Linked DNA regions of Cricetulus griseus: region 2 is linked to region 1. A link is a contact called in public Micro-C data. All regions are on one chromosome and are shown on one strand. Each heading gives the region's core, a stretch centred on a gene start, on an enhancer-like site or on the middle of the called end of the contact. The rest is flanking DNA. Distances are from core to core; before and after follow the strand shown. Region 1 holds the start of Sdc1 (syndecan 1). Region 2 overlaps LOC103161803 (a long non-coding RNA gene).

What was found. Hi-C and Micro-C count contacts between places; a contact is called where the count stands out from the background.
Region 2: a Micro-C map of the CHO-K1 cell line shows a contact between it and region 1, with 5 times the contacts expected there. The contact joins the enhancer-like site here to the promoter of Sdc1 in region 1. A contact is called at or near these places in 5 of 8 Hi-C or Micro-C datasets (the CHK-Q cell line, the CHL-YN cell line, the CHO-K1 cell line and 1 more).

The regions. Positions count from the first base shown.
Region 1 is chr7:19,159,754-19,162,453 of CriGri-PICRH-1.0, forward strand. It overlaps Sdc1 (syndecan 1), which reads left to right and starts at 1,388. Exons shown (of 5, transcript NM_001244042.1): 1 at 1,388-1,453. The coding sequence starts at 1,388.
Region 2 is chr7:19,265,647-19,268,414 of CriGri-PICRH-1.0, forward strand. The region is part of intron 3 of LOC103161803 (a long non-coding RNA gene); the gene reads left to right. Among named protein-coding and RNA genes, the nearest start is that of Laptm4a, 48 kb to the right of the region's middle. Within about 2 kb of position 1,440, at least 3 of the 6 cell types and tissues checked have open chromatin away from gene starts, as enhancers often do. A contact at or near this core is called in the CHO-K1 cell line and fibroblasts, where this site is marked.

The DNA.
Region 1 (2,700 bases), core at 138-2,637:
CGCCAAGGTAGTTTCCCCGATGACAAAGGTGTTCGTACACTGCTGAGTGCCGGGTTGCGGGCCTGTGGTGGGATAAAGAAAATTACTGAACTTCCAGAAGGCAGGCTCCATAGTGTAGACTCTACACTGGAGACTCCCAAGAGCCTAAGGTGCATCACATCTGGCTCCTTTTTCCAGGATGAAGAAGATGCCGTCTTTGGCCTCTGACTTTCGGGTGCGAAGGTCCTTTGGCACCATCTACAGATTGAGGGCAAGACAGGGCCGGTTCTTCGCCTTTGCTCTCACTGCAGTTCGCCACGCCCGCAGGCTCTCTCTGCTCTTTTTTTTTTTTTTTTTGACTGACATGCTAGAAGGGTGTTGGAAACCGTGGGGGTCCAGGCCCTATAGAGCAGGAACTCAGCTGGAGCTCCTCAGATGCCTGAGGTCACCTGGAAACAAAGAGGCCATTTATTTTTTCCTTTGGTCTTGGACTACGAAGAGAGAGGGCTTTGTCTCTTATAGAAAGACAGCAAAAACTTAAAACAACAACAAAAAAAGTCAGCTCTTCCAAATAGTGCTCATGTCTTCAAAGGTCCAGAGTTCTCAGCACTTGGCTCCAAGACTCTAGGGGTCCCATTCTCACCCGGTGGAGAGGTGGGAACAATACATCAGTCATTCGGTTTATATTCAGCCTCATCGCTGTGGGGCTGTGAGGTGGCGCTCAGAATCTTGCTCACCTGCAGGGTGCTGGCCGCCCTCGTCCAGAGGGCGCTGCAGGCTCGCGCGCAGATAACCAACAATCGCCCTTCTCCAGGGCAGAGCCTCGGGACTCCGAACCAGGCCATAGTAGCGGTTGCACCTGGGTCCGCATCAGCCACGCATCAAGGAAGACACGATGCGGGAATCACAGATTGTCCGCACCAGTGATCAGCGAAGGAAGGTGGGCCTCGGACCCGCAGGAGCTGAGGACAGGAGTGGACTTCGATCCTAGGAGGCGTGGAAGGGGGTGTGGCGTATTCCGGGGGTGGGGCGCTCCGAGGGGGCGGGGCATTCCGGAGGGCGGGGCCCGAGGGGTGGGGATTGGGGCTACCCAGGCCCGCGGAGCTGGGGGTGGGCGGCTAGTTTTTGCAACGGCTAAGAGCCTGTGGGTTTATTATAAGGCGGAGCTCGGCGGGAGAGGTGCGGGCCAGAGCAGACAGAGCCTGTCGCAAAGGAAGGAATCTGGCAGTCGGGAGCTGACTCCAGCCGGTGGAACCTGCAGCCCTCGCTCACTCAGGACAGCCTCACTCTGGGCAGACGCCTGGAACAGGAAAGCTCAGCCCAATCAGCAGAGTCGGCCCGCAGCTCCGCTCAATCCGCAACTCCGACCCGCGCAGCCCGCGGAGCTCCCGCCGCCGGTCTGGGCAGCATGAGGCGCGCGGCGCTCTGGCTCTGGCTCTGCGCGCTGGCGCTGCGCCTGCAGCCTGTCCTCCCGGTGAGTGTGGCCCGGGGCAGGGCTAGAAGGCGGCGGGAAGCCTGGACTCGCCACCCGCCGATGCCATGCAGGCGGCGGCACGTGGAGGGGGAGGGGAGCGGGGACTTCTTCCCGCGCTGCCTGGCGGATCCAGGGTTGGTGAGTCCTTAAATAAGGACTCCTGTCCCAATTCCCTCCACGGTCGGCGGGTGCCACGCGGGTCCCACAGCTCGTGGTCGGGGCTGGGGCATCCCGCTGAGTGGAGCCTCCACTGGTTCCCAGCGCTCAATTAAGTAAAACGACTCCACATGGGTGTGAGTCCGCCGGCCTGCGGCGGCGCCTAAAGTCACTCTCTCCCGTGGCTGTCTCGCTGGCCACCTCAGCGGCCTGGCCTTCGCCAGTGACCCGGAGGGATGCAATGGCCATGGCCACAACGCCCTTTCCGCAGACCCTAATTCAAACCAGACTGCAGGCTGCGCCCACAGCGCCGTGGAGCCCGGGAGCCTGGCTCTTTGCACCCGGGCAAGTTTGGGCGCAACGGAGCCGGTGCGGGAGCGGGAGGGGGCGGACGTGCGACTTGCCGGAGGGACCAGGATCAGGGCTGTGTGTGGGACACAGGAGGGTGGCGCGGGGCCCTTGAGTTTTTCTCTGGCTGTCCCAGGTGAGCTGGGCCGAGCTGGCAGTGGGAGATTCCGGGAAGTTGGGTTTACAATGTTAAAGACCCTAAGAACCCAACTTTGGGGTCGCTGAAGTTGTACTGCCCCCCGGAGGGCCTCCTCCGCATGGCTTGCGCTGGAGACCCTCCCCGCGAGTGGACCCCGGTACGGCTCTTCCCCTCCCCCGACTCGGCTTTGTGCTTAAGCCGCGCGCAGGGAAGGCGGGTCCCTTGGCCCGCCCAGTAGGGCCGCGGGGAAAGAGGGACGAACGCGGAGCTGGCGATTGGTGGGGGGAGGCCTCTGGGTAGGATGCAGCCATCCACCTTTGGCGGGGGTCGGTCTCTCTAATGAGCGACTCGGCCGACAAAGAGCTTGTCAAGGATCCCCAGAAAGTGCGCTCCCGCTCCAGCCGCTGTCCGCTAGCCCGCCTTCCCCAACGGGGGCGCTTTGTTCTCGGCCCCTGTAACCCTTCCCTGGGAACCGCCCCGCAGCGCCGGCCCTTGACGTGGGCCCGGTCCTGGGTCGCCGCCAGGTGTCAGCGCTGCCCGCCGGGTGTCCACGCCCCTAGCCCCCGCACCCTCTGTGGAGTACCGGGGGTCCTTTCCTTTCCCC
Region 2 (2,768 bases), core at 190-2,689, 110 kb after region 1:
TGTCACCTGGTAAGTGCTCTTGCCTGAGGAGAGATCAGCTGCTCTACCCTCTTCCTCTTTCTGGTGCTGGTTCTGGTGCTTCTGCCCCTGGAAAACATCAGAGAAGCAAATGATAGGGATCTCTCAATGGGTCATTCCATACTTGCTGCTGTCAGGCCTGGAGCTTGGAGTAAAAGGCTAAGGCAGGCAAAGGTACAGGAAGCAGACCAGGGCTGGGGTGAGTGGGGGGCAGACCAAAAAACCAGCCAAGATAGCAGGCTGCTGAACAGAGGGAGGCCCATAGTGCCCTGGAGCTTAAGAGGCCCATGGCCTGCCTGGAACTGGCTAGAAAAGAGCTACCTAGAGGACAGTGGGGTGATCCTACCCTGAAAGTGAAGGCTGGGAGAGGAACATGCACTTGCCCAACAGAGCTAGGTTCAAAGAAAATAGCTTCTGAGGACTTGAGGACAAACAAGGAGCCTGTGATTGAGCCTGGTGGCTTCTTGTTGACTGTAAGTCTCCTAGGTCTACCAGAACAGTCTGGGCCCTTGAACATCAGAACTGTACTTGCTCACAACCCTAGAGGCCCATGATGAAAGGCATCCATGGGCAGGTCTTCCGATGCTACTCTTCTAGATGGCCACTGTCACCCTCTGTCCTCAGGTGGCCTCTCCCCAGCTTGCATGGAGAACAGTCAAATGGAATTAAGCCCCTACCCTATTGATTTCATTTTAGCTTAACCACTTCTTTAAAGACCCTGACTTGGTAGATAGCCACAATTCAAGGCACTACAGGATTAGGGCTTCAACATATAGCATTCTGGGGGAGGCACTGTTTAGTAAATAGTGACTATGGGATCATTGCCCTAATAGTGGCTGTGAGTTACAGAATAGAACTGCTCAGCCACATGATATTGAACTGTCAACATTGTATGAGCTCTTCCTGCGCACATGTGCTTATGCATGCACACGTGTGTCTATGTTTATATGTATACAGGTCCATATATGTGCCTGCATACACATGTGTGCTCATACACATACAGGAATTTGTATGTATACACACATTTGTGCATGTTTGTGAGCATGCTATATATGCATAGAAACCTGCTGTTTGCCTGCTAGGTTGATTTGCCTGATTTTCCATGGAGCTGGAGAGGAGGATGGGCCAGGCTGAGAACATTTTGTGGTTGAACTGAAGTAGCTGTTCAGGTCCATAGCAAGCTAGAGGCAGCACCAGAACGTTTAGCCTGTGTCCTCAGTGTCCTGGACTCCTGTGTCTTTTATTCTGAGCATTCCAGCCAAGTCAGACTACAGAAGTCTCATGGCCCAGATGTTACAGTCCCCAACAACCAGCCATCTTCTCTTCCTGTTCCATGTAGGAGGGAAAGAGGAGGTTCCCTTCAGGTGACGTGATTCACTGCTGAGGTTCGTAGCTCACCACAATGTCTTAACTGCCATGACTCACTCAGTTATCAGGCTCTAACAAGTGGGCTGATTTGCCCAAGTTCTGACACAGGTCCTAGTACTGTGGAAGGAGGGCAGGGCTCAGTCACTGGAGGGTCTGCGCCCCTGGACACTTTATAGGCACCTCCCGAAAGCTCCCTACCATCAGGCCTCTCCAGCGAGGGCACATTAGGAGTAGACTTCATGTTGACCCCTCCAACCACCTCACCCTGGTTTTATCTCCTTTGAACTACCCCTACCTTGTTTCAGCAGGAGGAGTAGTCTTGGCTGAGTCCTTATTTGGGTTTCCAGTTCAAGTGCTCCATCTGAATGTTTGTAAGGTGGTCTGATGCTCTTGTGCCTGTCCATATAGCCATGGCAACATGGAAGCCCTGAGGGCAAGCCCTTCTTTGTAGAAACAGTGTCAGGTGAGGGAGTGCTAGAGATGATCCCTAGGGTAGGACCAGGGCCTGGAGAGCTCATCTTGACTGCTGGGGTCTTCAAGCCCAGCCACTAGTACAGGGATCCAGAGTGTCTTGTCTGCAAATTTGGCTCTCCTCATGTGCTGTGGTCTCTATTCTGGCCACAGTGGCTTGTGAGTGGATAGATGGCTGTGTCATTCCAGCCTCTGGGACAGCCAGGTGGCCTGGGCTACTAAGGATTTCTTTTCTCACACGGCCTCAGCATCCAGGCCTATTCTTGTCCAGCCTCCAGCAAAGGCTAAGACATGGTGATGAGCGGCTCCACATGCCAGAGCTAGACAGTCTCCTCCAGAGCCTTCCTGTCCTCCCATTGGCTGTTCACAATGGGGTTGGCAATGCACCTGTCACTCTTGTCAGGAGTGGGTTTTTTGCTACAGCACCTGGGAGGAGGCAGATATACAAATGCACCTGTATTTGATGAATGAATAGATGGGTCTGTAGACAATTCATGTCCTGTTCCCTGGAACTCCTGTGAGGTTATCTTCAAAAGACTTGTGATTCAGTTCAGGTGGGAGTGGGGGTTCCCATCTCTGTTTACTGGGAGCCTGCAGGGACTGGAGGCGGCTTCAGGTCTGTGGGTCCACTCTTCTGAATCTGAGTCCTTAACAGTGAATTGACCTTGAGCCCTCAAGCCTGCAGGAAACTGAAATCGACTGTTTCCCCTCAGAGCAAGCCTGAGATAACTCAGGTGAGGGCCCAGTGGGGCAGTGAGAGGCTCTAACTAAGCCTGGCTAGCCTCCAGCAGGAGTGGCATGGGAATGTGGCCTTTGGCCCTTGAGGGCTGCCTAGCGGAGTAGGTGAGGCAACTACCCAGAGCCAGACCTCTGGGTGGCCTCTGACTGACACTCGTGGACAAACCCAGCCT